Linked DNA regions of Mus musculus: regions 1, 3 and 4 are each linked to region 2. Evidence: chromatin contacts called from public Hi-C, HiChIP or PLAC-seq and promoter capture Hi-C data. All regions are on one chromosome and are shown on one strand. Each heading gives the region's core, a stretch centred on a gene start, on an enhancer-like site or on the middle of the called end of the contact. The rest is flanking DNA. Distances are from core to core; before and after follow the strand shown.

Evidence for each region. Promoter capture Hi-C pulls out the DNA fragments that hold promoters and counts their contacts. Hi-C and Micro-C count contacts between places; a contact is called where the count stands out from the background. HiChIP or PLAC-seq counts read pairs in DNA pulled down with a chosen protein or histone mark.
Region 1: a contact with region 2 is called in a Hi-C map of B cells, with 6 read pairs. The contact joins the promoter of Entpd1 here to the promoter of Pgam1 in region 2. A contact is called at or near these places in 1 of 39 promoter capture datasets (pre-B cells), 1 of 484 Hi-C or Micro-C datasets (B cells) and 1 of 115 datasets of contacts at active chromatin or transcription factors (microglia).
Region 3: a FOXA1 HiChIP or PLAC-seq map of pancreatic cancer cells shows a contact between it and region 2. The contact joins the promoter of Zfp518a here to the promoter of Pgam1 in region 2. A contact is called at or near these places in 3 of 39 promoter capture datasets (liver and pre-B cells) and 1 of 115 datasets of contacts at active chromatin or transcription factors (pancreatic cancer cells).
Region 4: a promoter capture Hi-C map of liver shows a contact between it and region 2, with 3 times the contacts expected there. The contact joins the promoter of Abcc2 here to the promoter of Pgam1 in region 2.

Annotation. Positions count from the first base shown.
Region 1 is chr19:40,656,634-40,662,369 of GRCm38.p6, forward strand. Entpd1 (ectonucleoside triphosphate diphosphohydrolase 1) reads left to right here and starts at 3,137. Exons shown (of 10, transcript NM_009848.4): 1 at 3,137-3,267. The coding sequence starts at 3,252.
Region 2 is chr19:41,908,518-41,914,162 of GRCm38.p6, forward strand. It overlaps Pgam1 (phosphoglycerate mutase 1), which reads left to right and starts at 3,354. Exons shown (of 4, transcript NM_023418.2): 1 at 3,354-3,669. The coding sequence starts at 3,531.
Region 3 is chr19:40,892,434-40,898,168 of GRCm38.p6, forward strand. It overlaps Zfp518a (zinc finger protein 518A), which reads left to right and starts at 2,272. Exons shown (of 5, transcript NM_028319.1): 1 at 2,272-2,357; 2 at 4,651-4,732. Mir8092 (microRNA 8092) reads left to right here and starts at 2,270; the gene lies at 2,270-2,356.
Region 4 is chr19:43,778,865-43,784,016 of GRCm38.p6, forward strand. It overlaps Abcc2 (ATP-binding cassette, sub-family C (CFTR/MRP), member 2), which reads left to right and starts at 3,444. Exons shown (of 32, transcript NM_013806.2): 1 at 3,444-3,569. The coding sequence starts at 3,540.

The DNA of each region.
Region 1 (5,736 bases), core at 1,887-4,386, 1.3 Mb before region 2:
AAGATGAGAGGCAAGCACAATGGCAGAGGTTGCAGAAATGGAGAGGAGGCAGATTTGAGAATGGCAAGGAATAGAACAGTAATATTTGGTCACCAGTAAGATGTGGGCAGTTATAGTTTTACAGAGCAAAACAAAAGTCCTAAGTCAAGACAAGTTTAAAATACATTGGTGATGACATGAGAGAAGTGGTTAGAGCAAGGAGGGAGGCCTTTCTGTAGGCCCCAAATGCTATTTGATGACATTCTTAGTTTTAGGGTTGGTAGAAGTTAGTGTCTGCTAAATTGATAGATTTCAAAAGGTTTTTAATCTGTTCCTCACAGGTAGTTAGTTCTGACACACAGGCGGGCAAGGGATGGCTCTTCAGGAAGCTAAAAGCTAGCTCACACTAATGTAGTTAGCCTCTGGACCTGTTACATTCCAGCTTGCAGTTTCTACAGGTCAAGCAGTCTTTGGAGACATAGCCTCCTTCCAGGAGCCTTGGTTCACAAGAATGTGTCAATTACGAGAGACTCAGGGAAGGCAAAGTCATGATCTGTGAGAAAGACAAGAGGCACAGGCTGGTGGCGTATTTGGTTTTTTTTCTTTTTTAAAATAGAAATAAAAACAAAAAACAGAACCAACCAAAATTGTGGGAAAAATGTAGACAGCATAGAGTTGACAGTATTAACCATCTTCGGCTATCGTTCAGCCTTGTTGAGGACATTTGCATTATTGAGCATTCTCCAGAACATTCTCGTCTTGCAGAACTGAATCCTCTGTGCTTGCTTTGTACCAGGATTTATCTTCCAGCAGAGAAACTTAACTACTTTAGATGCTAAGGGAGGAACTGACATAATGTAGGAGATTGAAGGTGTAGGAAAAATGAAACGGTTTTTTTTTCTAAGGAACTTACGTTAAAAATACATTTCATCGGTAAAAGAAGGACAGGTATATTTAGCTCTAGCAACTTTCTTGAGTAACTTTCTTACTTTCTATTGGAAAAAGGCAACAATACAATTATAATAATGGACTTTTTTGGTCCAGAAATAAAATTGAAATTTAAAGCAATTTTCAGACCTTTAAACAGGCTCTTGTATCCTTGCCACCTCTTATGTAAACTATTGTCATGTGACTGGGAGATAAGACGTGCTCAACTATAATGCTTTTCTGATACCAAGGAGCTGTGCATACAGAGCAATAGGATTAAACAGCACACAGCACTCCACCATCAGAACCATTAACTCCTGTCAGGAGATTTGTGTAGGATGAGTTAGTTTGTTATGAAAGGCTGCTTCTATTACTATGTATTCAATTCAGATGACCTTCAGTTTTTAAAAACAAATTATGTGTGGGAGGGTGGGAGAAGGGTATGTGTATTTGGGGAGCATGTATCGAGGTCACAGGACAGCTGGTGGGAGTCTGTCCTCTCCTTCCATCTACCAAGGATTCTGAAGATTGGATTCAGGCTACCAGGCTCCACAAGCACTGAGCCATCTCTCCAGGCCTGAACTTCATATTTTTTATAGAGCACACATGCAGTCACAAAGCCACAAAGATTGCTGATATTTGCAAATATCTCATTATGTCACTTAAAACAATGTTATTATCATAGGACAATATCAAACCAATATTCATGATTAGAAATGCAGTTTAAACTGGTTCTAGAGAAGGCATTTATTAGAGTTTTCATTTAGTGTGATTAATTATTCTTCTAAATGCAAACTCCTATAGTTATGCACCATTAAGTAAGATACAGAAAGTCTTGCTATATAGTTCTGATTTATCAAAGTATCCAGAATTCACTGAGCACGTTCTGTGTGGCAGGCACTGCATTGTGCAAGGGAGCAGACATCTAAACTGAAAACTGAGCCCCGCCCCTTTACAAATACACGAAAGTGTAGCAGAGAACACATTTCCTTCAAAGCAACCTTAAGTGGTCACTAAATAAATGATTTGGGGAAGAACTATGTCTAACGGTAAAATTAGCTCCAGACACGAATTCTCTGCTATAAAGGAAATACAGAAAAACAAACAAACAAATAACGACAAAACCTCCATGAACTAGGAATCAGAAGGCTGGATCTATAGTCGGGCAATGTGGCTGGCTGTTCATTCATGAACTCACTTGGGGTTTACTGAGTACTGTGTGTGAGCACTGTGGAAGAATCTGTCGTTGGAAGTGAGGTGGTAAACAGGAGGGGTCGTCTCCATGCCTTGTAGCATGCAAATAGGGGCAGGTGGCTTCGTTTTTCTTGCTGTCATCTTGGGTTGATGGGACTCCGCAGGTCTCTTTCAAACCTCACAACTAAGATTACAAGCAGCTTTTTAAGGAGAAGCTGTCCAAGTGGCTTTGGGATCTGAGGACTTACACCGTCCTCCCTGAGGGCCAGCCCACACTTCAGACCTCTTCATTTCAAAACAAGTTCACACTTCACCTGCATTTGGGTCACCTTACGGAAGCCTGGGCGTGGCTACCCCTGTACCTAGGGCTTTGGAGGTAGGAAGTCAAAGCTGGAGAAAAGTGGATGACGTTTGTCATTTCACAGCTGGCAAGAGGTACCCAGTGAGCAATTTGCTCAGTGGTCCCATAAGGCTTTCCGGACAACTGTGTGGCTTTGCCTGCAGCTTCCCCCAGTGCCTGCATTCTTCTCCAATGAGACTGAGGAGTGATTGCTCATCAGGGACTGGGAAGGGGTCAGCTCTATGTGGTAGGAAGAGCAGCTCTTCCTCTCACAGGTGTTGAGTCTCAAGGCTACCAACATTATAGTTGCAAGGCTTGGAGCTTTTTCCTCTTTTTTCTTTCTCTTTTCTTTTCTTTTCTTCTTTTTTTTTTTTTTTTTTTTTTTTGGTAGTAGTAGAAATGTCTTTTTCAAGGGATAAAAGTAGATTTTCTGTAACAGAGGGGGTGAGAGATCTATAACGGAGGAAAAGAGGAAGGAAGGGGAAGGAGAGAGTGAGTTTTGAACACATACTACGTCAAGCCTAGAAAAAAGAAATTACAACCCGGTGAGCTTTCGAGTAACTAGGGGAAATGAGCTGGCCGGCTCCTCTCCCAATCTGTATTTCTAGTCAATGAAAAAGACATCGGGCTTGAGGTTCCTTCCGAAACCGGGCTGGCTAATTTAGCCCCTCCCACAAGCCCTAGGGTCTGTTATATCTCTGAACCGTGAGTACCTCTCTCGCAGAAAGCCACCACAGCAAGCAGAGACAGCAAAAACAAAAAACACCCAAGACAGACGAGGGAAGAGGAAGGAAACAAAAAGCTGCCCCTTATGGAAGATATAAAGGGTAAGACCAGAACTGATTTGATCCAAACCCTTCAGGGGGAAAAAAAAAGCCCAGACCCAAAGAGAGTACTTGAAAGAACCAAAGGCAAAGAGCCTGAATGAACTCTCCCTGTCTCCTGAGCGAGGCAGAAAAAGCTTTGGGAAACAGACAGAGCTCAGGGTTGTAGTGCCCTGGAGTAGGCTGAAGTCGATGAATATTCATAATTAATTGGTATGCAGATGTGGTTTTTTTAAGCGGCAAGTGACTGTTTTTCCAGTCCTCTGTACCTAAAGAGGCAGCTGCTTCATCTACGGTCTGGAGTCATCTAGTGTCGGTTTGGGTCCCTGGCTTGCAGATGTTGGGTTCTGCGTGTAGATTTGTTTTGTTCGAATTTCCTGCTGGGACATTAGCAAAGACTCTCGCTCCTTCTCTGCTGGGAGTTGGACAGGCAAGTTAATGTGGCAAGAGGCTGTCACAACAGGACCCCAGAGTGCGTGTTGTAAAAATGCTGTAAGCTGTGTGGGGGAGTGTGCTTGTCCCTGAGAGGGAGAAAGGGGTGGAGGGAAGAAAGGAAGAGTTCTCTTAAAAGAGCAGGTCAGATCGAACTGACCATGTTAGATTTTTGCCTACGAAACTGCAAGGGCAGACTGGTTTGCACAAATGGTGTGCAGTCTCTGCCTTTTACCTCTTTTGGGCATTTTCTGCCAGGACCGAGAGCTAGCTGCTTGCCAGTCCTTGGGAGCCAGGAACAAAGGGGGAATGTAGGGTCGCGAACCTACTTCATCGCACCGCCAGCTTCTCACAGGCTCACAGATTTCTATCACGTAGGATGCAGAGGGACTAGAGAACTAGCAAACAGATTTCTTCCCACGTAGAGCAGACCAAAGCTGTGTGGGCTTCCTAAGGTTTTATTTACTGTGTGCTGGGACCTGTGCTCCTTTCCCCATACGTGCCGCTCAGCTTCCCTCTCATCAGCCATATAAGGTAAGTGTTGTCCCTATCACCTCCACTTCCTGGAGGATTCAGTGCTGGAACTAAGAGCAGAACTCACCTTGGGATCCTGTAATTAGGAAGTGGCAACTGTAGACGCAGGCAAGGCTACTTAGGAAGACGGAAGCTTGGACCACTGGATGCTAGACTTGTGGGTCTCTGAAGCTCGTGGGGAGGAGATGAAATCTAGTCTATGCAGGAACTTGTATTTTTTCGTGAAGTCTACACCACCAATCTCAGTTGGTGTTAATGGTCATTCCTTCTGGGAGAGAGGCAGACATTGTTATTCTGTATGGTCTTTTACGAAAGAGAGGGTCTGAGGCTTGGAGGGGTTAGAGCCTATGAATCAAACGTCTGTCTAGGTGTCAAAAAGTCTTACATCTAACTAGAGTTCTTCTACTTCTGGTTTCTCTTCTGAACATGTGTCCCCACCCCCCAGCTAGTACTCACCAAGCTACTTTCAGTTCCCCAGGGACCTGGTCTTTCCTCCTGCTCAGTCAGCAGCAAGGCACTTTCCTCCATCTTGGAGGCCTAGCTCACCTTTTTTTCTTCTTTATCCTGGAGTCAGCCCACCTCTGTTTGAGTTCAGCTCCATCTCTCTCTCTCTCTCTCTCTCTCTTTCTTTCTTTCTGTTTTTTTTTTCTGTGAGCCTCAGCTTTCTCACCTGTGAAATGGAGAGAATAATACCTGTAACTAATGTAGACTGTGTGCTCAATAAATACAGACTACTGCTCTTACTCCTAGATTTTTCTTGAATATTGCTCTCCCTGTTAAGCCTTCTCCCATCCTTTGGCCTAGCTCAGGACCTGCCTTGGCCACCTCAACCAGTTTTAAAGTGGTGTTCATCACGCTCATTTTCCTTCACTCTATGACACTTTTTAGCCCACAATGCTAATTTTTGGATTCAACTTTGGATGTATGATATCAAGTGCTCAAGTGCACCTTTTTTTTTTTTTTTTTAAGTCTTAAAAAGAATAGCCACTTTGTCCAGGCAGGCAGAGTGGTGGGAAAGAGGCCTCTGTCATGACAGAGGGCAGAAGGTGGCTGGGTACTCACGAACCAGCTTCGGAAGTCACTGGGGAAGAATACTGAGCTAGGTTATTGATTCAGTAAAAGCCACAAGACAAGTCCGTGGCCCCGAGTTGGACTAGCAGTTTTCACCACATAAGGTCTGTAATGTTCTCTGATGTCCTTATGATGAATCAGCTCCTAAGCCACAAGGATAAGTCCTTGAGGTTGACACTATCTCAGAGGCGATGCTGTGCTCTGTCTAAAGGGTGCTTCTTAGGCCTTTGCCCAAGTCCAGAAAGTTCCTGTCAGCCACAAGAACCTTGAGCTCCTTAGTGGGCACTCAAACAGTGTCTAAAGATCGGTTATTATTGTAGTTGATGTTCATTCAAGAGTCGGAGGGCTTACAAGGAGCCTTTGAATTAGTCGTAGAGCTTCCCTCACTTGGATGCAGACAGCTCCTAAGCAGTCCACATCTTTCTCAGTAGATAC
Region 2 (5,645 bases), core at 2,104-4,603:
GTAATGAGATCTGACATCCTCTTCTGGTGTGTCTGAAGATACCTTCAGTGTTTATATAATAAATAAATCTTTAAAAAAGAAGAAGGAGGAGGAGGAGGAAGAGGAGGAGGAGGAGGAGGAGGAGGAGAAGAAGGAGAAGAAGAAGAAGAAGAAGAAGAAGAAGAAGAAGAAGAAGAAGAAGAAGAAGAAGACAGATAGACAGCTGAGACTTATGTCAAGCAAGTTTATTAAAAAGTTCATCGTCTTACATGTTTTTTTGCGGGGAGTAGAGGTCAGCAGAAAGCTAAATGAAGCAGTGCTGGCAGGGGACATAGGATACCTCAGGCACAGTTGATGACCATAGTCCTTCTGGGGAGAAAGCAGGGTTCTCAGGACCCAAACTCTTAACTCCTAGGAGGCCTAGGCTCCTTGCCAAGTCAGCTCCTGGATATGGACACAGAACTAAAGTTCCCTTTGTCCTTTCGCCAGGACCTCTGGCAAATCTGACAAAGCCTCAGATTGGTCAAGCTCCTGACAGACTACAACAGGAAGAGAGAGAAAACTTCCCTAGAAACTTTTGTCTGTAGGCTCCCTGTGGAATTTTTTTTTTTTTTAAGATTTAGTTATTTTTATGTATATGAGTACCCTGTAACTGTCTTCAGACATACCAGAAGAGGGCATCAGATCTCATTACAGATGGTTGTGAGCCACCATGTGGTTGCTGGGAGTTGAACTCAGGACCTTTGGAAGAGCAGTCAGTGCTCTTAACCACTGAGCCATCTTTCCAGCCCCCCACCGCCACCCCCACACAACCACTCTTAAAGGGAGAAGGGAGGGCCTAGCTGTGTAGCGCTGTGAACTATGAACCCGTCTGTGAAGATTTGTTCCAAACTGAATACTGAGTTGCATCTTCTCCCAGTGCCAGGAAGGAGGTGGTGGGTGCTAGTCAATGCACAGAGGAGGCCCCTGAACAGTTTGCCTTTGTGTTCTGGTTTCTCATCTATAATTTTTTTTTGGGGGGGGGGGGAGAGACAGGAAATCTTGTAGCCAGCCAAAGCTGCCCTTGAACTGATCCTCTAGCCCAAGCGGCTGGGACCAATGCATCTCTGTCTATTATGCTCATTTTAAAAGATGAAGCTCTCAGCAGTTTGAGATGAGATTCTGCAGTTTGAGGGCTGTAAAGTAGAAGAGTGGCCTACACTTTAATCCCAGGACTTGGACCAAGGCAGCAGCAGGAGGATCTCTATGAGTTTGAAGCTGGCCTGGTCTATGCAGTAAGTTCCAGGTCTACCCAGGCCAGCTAAGAGCTACATAGTGAAATCTTATTTAAAAAAAAAAAAAAAGTTGTGAATCAAATTCTACCCCAACTTTAAGGTCAACGGATTGCAGCAAGCCTGTGGGTGCCACAGGCATAAGAGTGTGGCTTTTGAGCCAGCCGGTCACGGTTGAACTCAGTTCTTGTAACCTCAGTGGGACTGTCTGTCTATCCTGCTTTCTCATCTATAGTGTATGTGGAACAAAAGTGCCTGCTTCAAAGGTTATTATGAAACTAGATGCCTTTAATCCCAGTACTCAGGAGGAGGAGTTCAAGGCTAACCTGGTCTATACAGCAAGTTTCAGGACAGCCAGGGCTGTACAAAGAAACCCTGCCTGAAAAAAACAGAAGGGGGGGGGAGAAAGAAAGAAAGAAAGAAAGAAAGAAAAGAGAGAGAGAGAGAGAAAGAAAGAAAGAAAGAAAGAAAGAAAGAAAAGAAAGAGAGTGAGAGAGAGAGAAAGAAAGTAAGAGAAAAAGAAAGAAAGAAAGGAAGGAAGAAAGAAAGAAAGAAAGAAAGAAAGAAAGAAAGAAAGAAAGACAGACAGACGGGGGGGGGGGGGAAGGCGTTAATACGCATAAAGCACAAAAGCACTAACTCTGTTTAGTCTGTAGTAGGTACTTGACCATCTCATGTTAAAACTTTTCTTGGCTCTCTGTCGAAAGTACAGAAAGTGGCTCAGTTCTGTTGTCAATTGTTTAAATGTGGATTTTGCTCTCCACTAAAAGGACAGGAATTCATGACACTATCTTAGTATCTTAGTAATAGGCCACTGTCTGGCTAATGTTTAATGCTCATGAAGAAGTTTAATGGAAATAAACTAAGAGTCCACAGCCTGGGCAGGAGAAATTGGTCCTAACAAGTGGATACTAAAATTGGGGTAAGGAGAGACAGACATTCCTTTTTGTAATGTTGTAAGGGCCTAACGTTTGCTTCTCAGAAGGACATGAGCCTGTACACCTACACAGGAGCTTCCACACACTCTCAGCTACAGAATCAACATTTAGTAGAAGAAAAGGGATATAGAGCTGTTCTCTTGGGGCTGGCGACATGAGATGGCTCAGCAGGTAACTAACTGCTCTTCTGAAGGTCCTGAGTTCAAATCCCAGAATCACATGGTGGCTCTCAACCACCCATAATGAGATCTGATGCCCTCCTCTGGCATGTCTGAAGACATCTACAGTGGCCTTATGTATAAATACATATTTATTATTTATTATTATATAATATGTAGTTATAAATGCATATGTATATATTTATTATTGTACTATTATTTTTATAATAATAAATAATAAATTTATGGGCCAGAGCAAGCAGGGCCGACTGGAGCGAGCTGGGCCTACCAGGACGAACAGAGGTCCTAAAAAATTCAATTCCCAACAACCACAGGAAAGCTCACAACCATTTGTACAGCTACATAAAAATAAATAATAAATCTTAAAAAAAAAAAAAAAAAAAAAAAGCTGTGCTCTAACTGGCGTGATGAACCACGCCTTTAATCTAGCACTTCGGTGGCAGAGACAGGAAATCTCTGAGTTCTAGGCCTGGTCTACAGAACTTGTTCCAGGACAGTCAGGGTTACGCAGAGAGACTGTCTCAAAAAAAAAAAAAAAAAAAAAAAAAAAAAAAAAAAAAGCAACAAACTAGAAACAAAAAACAACAAAACAACCCAAAAGAACAATGTTCTGTTGAAGGGAAATAGCAACAACCCACGTTTAGGTTTATAGAGTATTTTACAAGTGAGGCTGAGACGTCTTATGACTTGTCCGAAGTACAAGTTAAAAGGAAAAGGGTGTATATTGGAATTGCGCAGGGATGGGACTGTGGCCTGGCAGGGCTGAAGAACTGGTCAGAGGATAGTTGATCATCCCTAAAGAGGAAGCGCGGCGTGTCCAGTCGGCGCCTGGAGCTCAAGCTCGCAACCAGCACCCTCCGCGCTCCTTGCTTACGTGCGCTCCGTGACTGCCGGGTAGCACGCGGGTACCGCTACGTACAACGCATGCGCACTGCCGCCGCGGTGCACTACACCCCCCCCTTAGCAGGCCGCAGAACTTGCCTGAGGCGCATGCGCACACGGGGCGGGCGGCGGTCTGTCGAGCGAGTGGAAAGATTTCGGGGAGAAAGTGCGCGGAAGCGGGGCGGGAGACTGTAAGTGCGCAGGCGCGACCGGGGCGGGGGGCGGGCTGCGAAGAGAATCTCGGCGATCCTCAGTTGCTGCTGCATCCTCTGCCCGTCGCCATGGCTGCCTACAAGCTGGTGCTGATCCGGCATGGCGAGAGCGCCTGGAACCTGGAGAACCGCTTCAGCGGCTGGTACGACGCCGACCTGAGCCCGGCGGGCCACGAGGAGGCGAAGCGCGGCGGGCAGGCGTTGCGAGGTACGAGCGGGACGAGCGCTGTGTGGCGTACTGGGCCAGCACCGGCCTAGGGGTCGCCTGAGCCCCCGGGCCCTCTCGAGAGGCGGGCACTTCGGTCGGCCTCTGCAGTTGAATTTTCATCTGGGGAGGTGAACGCAGGGTGGGGAACCCGCTTGTCAAGGTCACCCCGTTAAGTCTGAGAGTCTGTGCCAGAAAGAGGGCACAGCCGCCGCTAGGCTAAAATCTGTTCTTCCGGTCCGAGCAGCCCCACCTGTGGCGCCCAGGACCCTTTAGGGTACCACGAGGGCCTAGGGCGCCTGGCGGACGATTCCCCGTGACATCAGTGGCTGTACCGGAGTATACTTGAGGCGCCTGCCCATCATGGCGAAGCGGCAGGTCACGGGCTCGCCCTGGGTAGTGGGGGGGTGTTAGGTGGGGATGTCTAATGGCCTTTGAGACAACCTGGAAACCGCGTGCTTCGGAGAGCTTTGTAGCACAGCAGCAAACCACAAAACCGAATCCAGGAATGTGAGTGGGTGATTTCAGTTGATGCTCTCTCCAGCCCTATGAAGCAGGCAGATCTAATTTCCCTCCTTTTTACCTCTCTCCGTCCTCTTGTTATAGTTTAGAAAAGTGACTGGAAAGATTTGTCCAAGGTCATACAAAACTTAGTTCTAATCCAGTGTCCTTGCCCCATTTCTGGGTGGAGTAACAAGTAAGTGTGAGGAACTGGCGGGCCCTTGGCCAAGGACAGAGGCAGAGCAAAGGGTGAAAGCGTCCAGGAGATAAGCTCGCCTTTGCCTATCCATGCTGGGTGCCCCGCACCACCCACAGTTCTCTGTGATTTTGGAATGCTAATAAGAAAGCAAGGCCTCCCCGCTCCCTGTAGTGAAGAGGCACTTCTCTTGGTGATTAGGGCACATCCTAACTTGGACACGGCAGTAGCTGTGTAAAAGGGTTGCTCATGCCTACCTGAAGTGATCTTGTGTCTTGGTTGCCCTCCCTAGCTTCTTGTACACCCTTTTCAGATGAGGGAAGATTTTGAATACGAATTCCTGAGGCAAGGAAACATTGCTTTTTGAGATGCATGGCCTATGTAGGAGAGGCTAGAAAAAAGGAAAGTACTGGTTAAGGAAGCCATTTTCTTGAGCTCTGTGCCATGAAGCACTGTGTAGACCTGTGGTAGTTTGCTTATGCCTAGCTCAGGACAAAGTTAACTGCCTCTGTTCTCTGGGTATAAGATGATTATACGTTGAGCTGGAAAATAACAAGATCCATTTCAACCTTAAATACTATAGCACTAAGTTTTAGAACCTCACACGTTAGGCGCACATGGTGTTGCATGCCTGTAATTTTTCTCAGCACCCAGGCAGCTAAGAAGGGAGGCTATAGAGCATGGGCCAACTTGGACTACACAGCTGGACTGTCTTTATAAAGCTACTGTAAGTTTAGCATCTCCCAGAGATATCACAGATGATTAAAGGATGGAAGATTAAAAGCAAAAACCGACTGAGGGCTCCTGTGGATAATTGAGTAACAGAAAAGACCCAAGGTGCATACCATTCATTCCACCAGTGTTCCTCCTGCAGATTTCAGAAGGAAACTAGAGAGGCCTCCATGCAGCCTCAGGCGGAGGAAGGCCAGGGGTGAGGGGGCGAAGGGGGGGATGAGAGTCCATTGTCCCCCTGGCTGTACTTTGGATTAAATGGGTGTGTCTTTGTGCTTCTGATGCTATGGCATTCTTGCCAGGGTCCTCAGGGGGTACCACTTTGTCCTTGGGGACTATTTGGAAATAATTGCAGTGAGACAGCAGCCTGTAGCATCTCATCACGGGTGCTGAGGCTTGTTCTGTGGGTGACTCAGCCTTTTGTTGGGGAACATCCCTCCTCTCCTGGTTAAGGAGATGGTGAAGGCTGTGATGATGGCTGTCAGTTCTCATCAGCTTGTCCAGAGGCTCGGGGGTGAGATTGTCTTTCCTTGTGGGTGGTAGTGGTTTT
Region 3 (5,735 bases), core at 1,022-3,521, 1.0 Mb before region 2:
ATTATGATATGATGTCATATGATTCAGAGGACAGAATGCTTAAAGTAAAATGCATTATATCTATTTATTTTGTTATTATTTTACATTAACCCACTTTATGATACAATGACCATGAGGACAGAATGCCTAAAGCGAAATGCATTATATCCATTTATTTTCATTATTTTATATTAACCCCCTTTATGATACAATGACCATGAATTAATAATACATTTAAACAAAGGATTTGTAAGCAAGAAGGAAACTTTGCGACTGTCACCACCAGGTTTAGTATGAGAAGATAAGAGGTTATTGTCCACTGCGAGTAAATTGCAGGTTCATCTTCAGAGCAGCCTATCTCTGAAAGCATTAATATGGTTATCCTATTCCCATGAACTATCTTTAAGTTTGGAACGTTCTAAAATCTTTTTATTTTTTGAGCTATTACCCAGCGTTTGTTCATTTGCAGTTTTAGAGTCTATCTCCTCTTCCTTTCTGTTTCACTCCTTTTGTTATTAACTTCAGTGTTCAGAACTTTAAAAGAGCAAAGAGTAAGAGTTTGATAAAAATGAAAAAACTGGACAAGGAAAAGAGAGAGAGTTCACCAACATTCTAGCTTATTTAGCATGCAATGAAAACTTTGAGTCTTCTAGAATTAAACACAGGTTTTCAAGGTGAACATAGATGCAAAAATAAAGTTTTATGAGAATACTACAGAACATGATGATGCATCATTTTTGTCATGTAAATTATAAAAGCTATAACAAAACTAACTACTCACAGTCCAAAACAACTTTTTTTTTTCCTATTAAAAAACAAACAGGCTTTTCTCCACTTCTCTCCTCAGCAATGTGTGTCCTCTTTTCTGGAACAATGAAAATATTGTGTTAAGGAGAAAATCTACCAGCACTCAGGAAACAGAGGCAGGCAGAGCTTTGTAAGCTGGAGGCCAGCCTGGTCTACAAATTGAGTTCCAGGACAGCCAGGGCTCTGTTACACTGTCTCAGGGCCTGTTACCCTGCCCCCCCCCAAAGAAAATCTATTTTGCAAACATCATTATAGATTATAAATATGCCCTTTTGATATTAATAGATTTCACCTTCACTTTTATAGTTATGTTTGTACTTCTTGTGTGAATTTCAGCTTGCCGCTTCTAGGAGGACTGTTGTACAAACCACCCAAAACTAAGGGTTCTCCGTGTGTGTTTTATTCCTTTCTTTTTCTTTTTCTTTTTCTTTTTCTTTTTTTTAATTTAAAGGGTAAAGTCCGTGTGGCACAGGTCAATGCGTTCAAAAGCATATCCTAAGAAAGTGGAAAATTCTTAACAGTTTTAAAATTGGTTTTAAGAAAAATTTGTGCGTGTCAGGAGTTATTTGGGTTACCCCTTGCCCCCACGCATCCCCCCCCCCAAAAAAAAAAACTACGGCCCACAGTTGAAGCCAAAATTCTCAGATTCGATCTTTTATATTTTGCTATATCCCTCCGCCTCGAGTTTTTGACGGCGGCAGTTTCCACAGTGCTTCCACGTGTGTTTTTTGTCCTTTTTTTCTTTTAAGGGAGGTAATTATTTACCAAGTGAGATTAGTAGGCTTCTGAAACGTTCTGAAAGAGAGGAGCCACATTTGGACTTTGTACGACTCTTGTGTGGGGTGGGGAAGGATTCTTTTCTTGGGGGCAAGGATTCCATTTTTGAGTCTGTGAGGGGCGTGCGAGGGTTTTCCTTCGCTGAGAGGACTTCCTTCGCTCAGACGAGTCCTCCGTGCCGTGGGAGGAGGTCGTGTCGCGGCGGGAGAGAAGAGTGTCCCTCACAGGTAGCCTGTGCGTGGGGCTGCTCTGGAGCTCAGGGTTGGCTCCCTTGTGGGCCAGAGCTTTGGGTAGCAGCTTCGTCCAACCACTGGGACGTCAAAGGGATACCACAACTCGCGTGATCCGAGTAAGTACAGGGAACACGCCATTTGCTAAGATGGGGGCTGCCTAAAACCTCTGGGTTGAGGCCATTTCCTGTCAACCAAGGCTTGCCAAGCACACCAGTTCCTGCTTCTGGTGTCTACTTGGGAAAGGACGGTAGCCATTTTCCCCGTTCTTCCCCCCGCAGTAGGATCCCCGCGGCTGGTGAGTAGACGGGGGGCGGTGAGGCGGGACGCAGGGAGGCGCCGTATGACGAGGTCAGCCGTGGACTCAGCGCCATGGCCTACTCTCGGGAGGCTGAGGCGGGGGCCCTTCCGGCCGCCGTTCCCTTCCGCTCGCCTCAGGTGCAGCGCGGATCCCTCCGCCGCAGCGTGCGCTGCCGGCAGCGCGGCGCTCGGCTTTCCGGCAGTACCCGGATGGAGGGGTAATGGCCGCCATCTGGGACTCGCAGGCAATGGGGACCACGGCAGGTATTCCCTGTGTGCGGAGCCGCCAAGACCAGTTAGGATGTCGGGACGCACAGAGAGACGGCAAGGGGCCAAGGGCGAAATCGTGGGGTGCTAGGGTTCCCCCCAAATGGTCTTGGGGGGGATCCGCCTCTTGCGCTAGGAAGCTCATGTTAAATAGTCCCGTCCATTCAGCGCTTCCGGCCAACTTGCCGCAAAGTTTTCTAGAGAAGTCCTTGGTTTCTAACCCGGGGCTCTTGCTAGCTCTTAGGGCTGGTCATTGTCGTCTCGGCTTGGGCTGGTTGTAAGTTTGTCCCTAAGAACTCCCCCACGGTCTCAGAGCCTAGGACTTGGGCGCGCGCGCACGGCGCGGCGACAGTGTACATCCGCGCGCCCGAGGGGCAGCGGAACTCCGGGGAAAGGGGCGGATCGGGCGCGGCGTTTTGGGGGCGATGCGGGGGCGTTTGGCGCGCGAAGCCATCGCTCGTCGGGTTCCGCGCCCGGTGGAGACGGGCTGGGCAGCCCTCAGTCCGCACCCCTCGAGCTGTAGGTTCGCGGGCCCGCCTCGACGGCATCCCTACTATGGGCCCAGTCTATGGCTATTGGGGGTTCTTCCTTGCAGAGACTCCCCGCTCTCTTGGCGCACGCACTGCGCGCCCTCAGAGTTGGGCAAGAAAGTGGTCCTCTTGTAGACTGCCCCCACCACCACCACACCCAGTGGCATATGGATTTCTTTGTCACGGGCTTTTTTTTTTTTTTTCCCCACTTGTAGGGTCCATCTTGAATCTGTTCTTAACATGGTGTCCTCTTTGTTAAGTGGGTAGTATCTTGAGTTAGATGGCTTTGGTAACTCAAAAGTATTGGGTCTGAATGCATAGATGATGTGATTTAACTCTTATCTAGACCAATGGAACAGATGCAACTTCAAAGTTTAGAAAACAAAAGTTAAGGGTCAGTTTTCGCTTCAGGTTTAAATTTGGGTTATTTTAGTTTTTGTAAATTATTTTTTTCAAAAGTCTTGAAAATGGGGAAAGGGGTCAGTTTTTGAGGAATTCATGAGAATGTTGAACTGTCTGTGATTATCTCAGGGATGTAATGTAAAAACAACTCACAGCGTGGTTAATTTGAAAGTCTGGTTTTCTTAAGGCACATTTTACTAATAATAATTGAATTGCTTTTTTTCCCAGCAAAACAGGTCTGATTTGAGTGTGCTCTAAAGTTTGTATGGTCAGAATGAATAGAGAGACTTGCTGAAATTCCCTAACATTTTTAAAGTTATAGCTGCAGATCTGTTAATTATCCTTCAACAAAGCTGTATTTTTCTTTAGAAAGTCAAAAGGGGCAATTCGTACTAGCACTTGAGGGGTGTTGGCTTTCTATGGCGTAGGTAAGCATAGTAGACCTTACTCTTTTCTGTTTTTTTTTCCAAATTATGATTACCAATTCAAACATTATATGTCAGATGTCTGAACAGATAAAAGGATAGCAACTCCAGCGACTGTGTCTTTGTGAGCTCATAGCAAATAAACTTAAATACTGGAGGGTTTTATCATAACCACCTTCACATTTTATGATATTTTTTCTGGAAGTAGTATAGTGTGGTTCCAAAAGCTGCTGTATTTTGAAATATTTTAAATGAGAAACTTTCTATCTAAATATAGTTTGAGTGAAAAAACCCACAAAACCTTACAATGCCCTTTTAATGTACTTTTATTGCAAGTGTTGGGGCTTACTCTCATTGAAGCATTGTGTGTGCCCTGTAGAGAACACTTAATCTGACCAGTCTAACTACTTTTCTGGTTTTCCTTTAAGTTCAAGATTTTAATCTTGCATTTCTTCAGGTGCTCTATTTAAAAGGGTTTTGTCAATTAGAGAAAAGGGTTCTTAGAAAATTTGAAATGTTTATCTGTTGTCTGCCCTCATGTATAGTCTATTAATTCTATAGGCTTCACATCATAGGCAGTTCTCATGGGATGTTGATACCAGCCTTGAGCATTACTGTTGTCAGTAGGCTTTTGTAGTGGGCAGATAAGTGGTTCAGAATCAGGTGCAATACTAATTCTGCTTTTGCAATTTGGATAGGGCAAAACGAGTTTTCCTTTTATTGTATTAAATGATGCTATTGTATTAGATTCTTGGAGATGTGACTTTTGTATTACATGAGTTATATCACTGGGTATCAATTGTATGCTTATGCCCCAAGTACAGAGGAACTTAAAAACTAATATTCCTTACTTAAATATGAACTGTAAATGACCAGGATAAAAGCATTTTGTTTTTGCTGTCAAAATTCTTAAATCTTCATTTTCATTTCCAGATACCATCTCTTGATCACTGTACCTGATTGTGGGTGGCATTGTCCAGGCATTAAGTTGTGTGCCTTTGTTCCTGGGAGAAAGGTAGGGATTGGAGCACTTGAGTAGATAGATTTATTACGTAGTAAGTTCGCGTCTTAATATTGGATTAAATAGACTGAATGGTTACCTATCTCTTAATTTTCAAAGTTACTTTAGAGTTTTATTTATTGGCCAAAATAAAAGGAATTTCTCCGGAAGTTTTTATTTTAATGTAAGTAAAAAACTAATTTTGGGTTTCATATTTGTTGAATGTTTTATCAGAGCTCAAAGATGATTTTAATATGTCATGCTAAATCTAGAGATAGCATTAAGGGCTTCTGGATAATGATCAATAAAGACAAATATGGTAGAAACAGGTTTCAAAGCTCTATAAATGGCTAGAGTCTGTGCCTTAATTTGGCAAGTGCTAGTCAGTGCACCTAAAGAAAAACAATATATTTGATTTACATTATGATTAATGCTTATCTACTTGAAGTTAGAAAAGGAACTGGAGAATCTCTAGAGAATTAAGACTGGTAGCCGGGCGTGGTGGCGCACGCCTTTAGTCCCAGCACTCGGGAGGCAGAGGCAGGCGGATTTCTGAGTTCGAGGCCAACCTGGTCTACAAAGTGAGCTCCAGGACAGCCAGGGCTATACAGAGAAACCTTGTCTTGAAAAAACAAAAAAACAACAACAACAAAAAAAGAATTAAGACTGGAGAAGTGTCCTGGAGAAGTATCTGAATGTCTTGATGTGGACAAAAAGAGTGGCAAAAATCCAACAGATCCATGGTAATATACGGAGAGCTATTAAAATGGATTGGAAAATATTGTGTGCCCTTATTCAAAAACACGGTTTAATCTACTCTCAACACAAATATGTCTGTCACTTGTTTGTGTTACTTAGGTCTTGGAATCTTTAAAATGGGTGCCATGATATTTTATACTGCTCATTTCTAAATGCATTAAGCATATACTAAAATACTTGGCAGTCATAACCGTGTTCTTCCATGAACTTTACCAATAGATTACGTTCTTTTCAGGGTCTCTTTTTTCACAAAGGCATA
Region 4 (5,152 bases), core at 2,194-4,693, 1.9 Mb after region 2:
TTGCTACGCAAGCCTAATGGCCTGAGCTCAGTCCTCAGGACTCATGGTGGAAGACGAAGGCAGTCTCCTAAAAGCTGTCCTCTGACCCCTACCATATGTGTGCTGTGGTACACACATGCCCACACTCACACACACAACACACATCCCACATACACACAGCACACATCTCTGACACACATTAATAATGGTTAATAAAATGTTTAAAAATCATGAAGGCAATGCGAGCTGCTAGCAGAATACCTGTTACTTCATTCTGTTAGTTTCTTTGAACATATCAGTGTTCAACTAAAGATCCGTATAGTATATTCTCATCTTAAACTACTCAGAAATCATGGTGTTTTGTTGAATGCCTTGCCTGCTGATTACTTAAGACCAGACAGGAAAAGAAACTAAATTAGGTTAGATGTTTGCTTTTAAAGTATTTATTCCTATTGTGAGTGATCATTTCTTTTAATTCTCAAAACATTCTTTACTTAACGAACTATTCTGGTTATTTCCAATAGTTGAAATTAGACTTGTGTGTGTGTGTGTGTGTGTGTGTGTGTTGTGTGTTGTGTTATAGCATCTCTCTATCCTTACCTATTAAAAATACTGTGACGTATTTGCCCATTCAGTCTTCTAATCCTTTTACTATTCTCAGTGATTCCATGTAATGGTTTTGGTATTTCTTGTGTAAGTTCTCATAAAACCTATTTTAGGTTTGCAAAAGCTTTGCTGTTCGTTCTCCGGCTTCCAGTGTCTAATATAAAAAGCAAGTTTCAGAAGCCTGGTTTTCTCACGGCTCCAAGAAAAGCTACTGTTAACAATTCATTTGAAAGCCAAACATATTGGCTGACACTTGGGAAGTTGAGTCTGGATGGATGAACATGACCAAAGTACATTGTGAATCTTTGCAAAAGTCTCATGATGAAACTTTTTGCATTGTACGAATGCCATATGCCACAAATAAAGCCACATTTTGTTATCTGTGCATGCGTACGAGGGCATGCGCAGAGATCACCCGGAGCTGCTTCCCTCTCTTTGCCTTATGGGTTCCAGGGATTGAGTTCAGGTGGACAATGTTTAGCAGCAAGAACCCCCTGAGCAATCTCACAAGTCCTAAACCTAAAACAAGTAGTTTGGTAGGAACTTTCAGGTTAGCTATAGCTCATTTAAATGATTGAGAGGGTCAATGACTAACATTTTAAAAATATACTATACTAAGATATTAAAAATATCAGTGCAGAAAAGCAGCTTAGTGACTTGCTGGATTAAAACAACATTTGACAATTCCTCATAGCTCTGTGTGCCAGTAGGGTGATTGTTCTGATCCTCCTGGGATTACCTCTGGGCCAGCATCCACCTGGAAAGTCAACCGGAGTGGTGGTCTTGGAAGGTGTCAGTCACAATCTTGGACTACAGCCAGAGTCAAGATGAATTACGCAATCTCTCTCTGTTCGATCTGTGTCGTCGTCCCCCCCCCCCCCCCCCGGTATCTAATCTTTTGGTAGTTCGCTATCACATTTCAGGAAATGAAGTGAAGGCAATGAGAAAGACACGCGTGCTCTAGGGTCTGGGCTTGATTCTTTACCCAGGATCATCCCTGCCACATTTTCCTGATCAAAGCAAACGCAGCCATTCAAAAAGTCCAAAAGACAAATTCTTCTTTCTTCAAAGAGTTGTGAAATTTTCATGGCCACAATTTATCACCACTTCAGAAATTTTTTGACACACTCAGCTTTTTTTTTTTTTTTTTTTTTTTTTTTTTACTGAATGCCCTCCCTTCCATCAGAAATCGACACCATTCTAAAGTCCAGTAGCTATTGCTCTCGCCTCAATGGAACCATCAGTTATGAAAGTATCTACTGAGTTTAAATGCCTCTGGGGAGTACCACTGGTTTTTTTCTGGCTTAGGACTGTGACAAATGTAGCAAATCCCTCAGTTTAGAAAAATAAATATGTTTCTATTTTTTTATGTTATATTTCGCTAGCAGAAAGTGAAAATGTGATGCGCTGAATATCTTCAGATCTCCTTTTAATTAGAACATCCTGAGTGAAGACATGCCTGCTGACATGGCAAACATCACAGACTGAAGGATTATGTTTTTTTGCAACTGGTTTTGCAATCAACACAAACACAAGTTTAATTCTGAAGCTGAATAGCAAAACTCATTTATAATGTCTTATTTGAATAAACAAGAATATAAGTCAGGTGTGGTGGTGCTCAGAAGACACAGGCAGGCAGATCTCCGTGAGTTCCAGCCCAGCCTGACCTACAAAATGAGTTCCAGGGTTCCACATTGAGATTGTGTCCCCAAAAGAAAACAAAACAAAACCAAAAAAAAAAAAAAAACCCAAGATAAGTAAAGAATATATGAATTGTTTCTATTACCAACAAAACAGCATGTCTTAACTGGAGGGAGAGAGGCTATGCGCAATTGGCATAAAATTTCAGTTTTGCAAGATAAAAAGTTCTAGAAATTGGTTAACAATATAAGTCCACTTAGCACTGCTGAATTATATACTTAGAACTCATCAAGATGATATATTTTATGTTATGCACCTTTAAATGCTACTACACAAATAATACTTGATAATTATGGAAAAACAAAGATACAATAGAAAATAAAAAGAGCCAGGCGGTGGTGGCACACGCCTTTCCCAGCACTCGGGAGGCAGAGGCAGGCAGATTTCTGAGTTCGAGGCCAGCCTGGTCTACAGAGTGAGTTCCAGGACAGCCAGGGCTATACAGAGAAACCCTGTCTTGAAAAAAACAAACAAACAAACAAACAAACAAACAAAAAGCAACAACCAAAAAAAAAAACCCTACCTAATCCTGCCAATAAGACTAACATTTTATTGCTCAAATTATGTTCATTGATCCACAATGCTTTCGCTCTTTGATATAACTTGACTTTTTCAAACAAAGTTTATATTACTTTAAACCGTGTTTTATGTTTATCATAAGTTCTTAATCAAAAAACTCAGAGGAGCCAGGCATGGTGATGCATGCCTTTAATCCCAGGACTTGGGTGGATATCTGTGAGTTTGAGGCCACCATGGTCTATAGAGTGAGATCCAGGACAGCGAGTGCCACACAGAGAAACCTGGTCTCAAACCAGACAAAACAACAATCAGAGGTATGGGTATTTAACATCTCTGTGAACTCTTAACCGAGTTCAAACTGAAGTAAAACCCCACATGCAGGGATGCATAGGTTGTGTACTGGACTTCCGACCTGCCAACTGCATTAATGTCTCTGATTGGTTCTTTCTAGATTTGGTCACACTACAGGGGCAGGGCTTTGGAGAAGTGATAAGCCTCCCAGTATCTGGTGATTCCCAGTCACATGTCTGCTCACTGGGATGACATAGCATTCATCTAGCAAAGTTAACTATTAAGTTGTCAGGATGAAAGGTCAGGAGACTTGCCTTTAATTGGGCAGTGAGGATGGGAAAAGCACATTGCTCCTTAACATCTGCTTCCCTTGAGGCAGATGGTAAAGAAGAAACAAGACAATCATAGAAAGTCATCGTAACAGAAGTGCCCTGGAAATCACGATGGACGAATTCTGCAACTCTACTTTTTGGGTGAGAAATTACATTGATTCTCATGGTTTCCTCTTCTCAAACTCAGGCAAGCATGGCTATCGGTATGAACCGGTAAATTTAGAGGTTTATTTGGCCTAAAGTTCTGTTTTTTAAGAAAAAGAAATTTTAATTTAGCCACATGATTATAACACGTGGGAAAGGCATTCCTTTTTTTTTTTTTTTTTCTTTAGCATTTTCTTAGTGCACTGCAGATGATTTTCTCGGACTAGCTGCAGAAGAGCCTCTTATCAGAGAAATAAAGAAAAATGCACTTTCTTCAGTCCTAGGAAGGGAATTGTTGTAGGGTAGGAGGAAAAGAGAAGGCAAATGTCTGAGCTTTTGGGTGATGTACTGATGTAATTAGTGAAATTCCATAATGTTGAGAGGAGCAGGGAAGACATTAGATAGTCCTTAATGTGTTAGGAAGAACTTAAGCCCCCAAGCCTTCATGGCCAAGACATGAAAACTATTAAAAGGTAGCTAATCATCTCTTGAGAATCCCCTTTGAAGGTCAGGTATGGTGGGCATGATGGCACACACCTTTAATCCCAACACTTGGGAGACAGAAGCAGACAGGTCCCTGTGTGTTTAAGACCAACTTGGTCTACCAGGCAAATTCTAGGACAACCAAGGCTGTTACACACACAGAGAGAGAGAGAGAGAGAGAGAGAGAGAGAGAGAGAGAGAGAAGAGAGAAGAGAGAGAGAGAGAGGAGAGAGAAGAAGAAGAAGAAGAAGAAGAAGAAGAAGAAGAAGAAGAAGAAGAAGAAGAAGAAGAAGAAGAAGAAGAAACAGAGACAAACAGAGACAAACAGAGACAGAGAGGGAGACAGACACAGAGAGAGACAGACAGACAGAGACACAGAGACAGAAACAGAGAGGGACAGAGACAAAGAGACAAACAGAGAGGGAGAGAGAGACAGACAGAGACACAGAGAGACAAAGAGAGAGACAGAGACATACAGAGATAGAGACAGAGAGATACAGACAGAGAGACACACACAGAGAGAAAATTTCTTTTTAGAATTCTACAAATCATCTTGTCTGATACTTTGACCTTTCCTTTAGAGCACCAGTACCCACAGATCTGTTTAAAAGTATCTATGGAAAAAGAAAATCTACCTTTGTCTGATCCTGATACAGGAACTGCTACGTCCACACAACTCCGTCTCCAAGGACTCTTTATTACATGAAACTCTTGTTTAAAACATGTTTTTTGCCCAACAGTGCATTGTTATCTTGACACTGAAATGTACCAGGTCCTCTTGCTTTTGATATGAGCCTTCTCAGCCATAGTAGGCTAAAGTCATAGCATGTCTAACCATTCTGTCTGGTGTCTGCAGGTTAGAATATCTACCAGTGTGTTCAAATAGTGCTAGAAACCACGTAGCGTGCTCTTAGACCTGGGAAACTACTTTCCCCTTTGGAGAGAGGAATACTCTTTCTTCTTTCCATAATTTGGAAAATATTTTAGTAATTTTTATGCAGACTAGTCAGTGTAGACATTCACTTAAAATCACATGAAGATACGTTTTGAGAGGAGGAAAGCCACTACATGTCATTAAATGGTGACTGTGTTTTAGT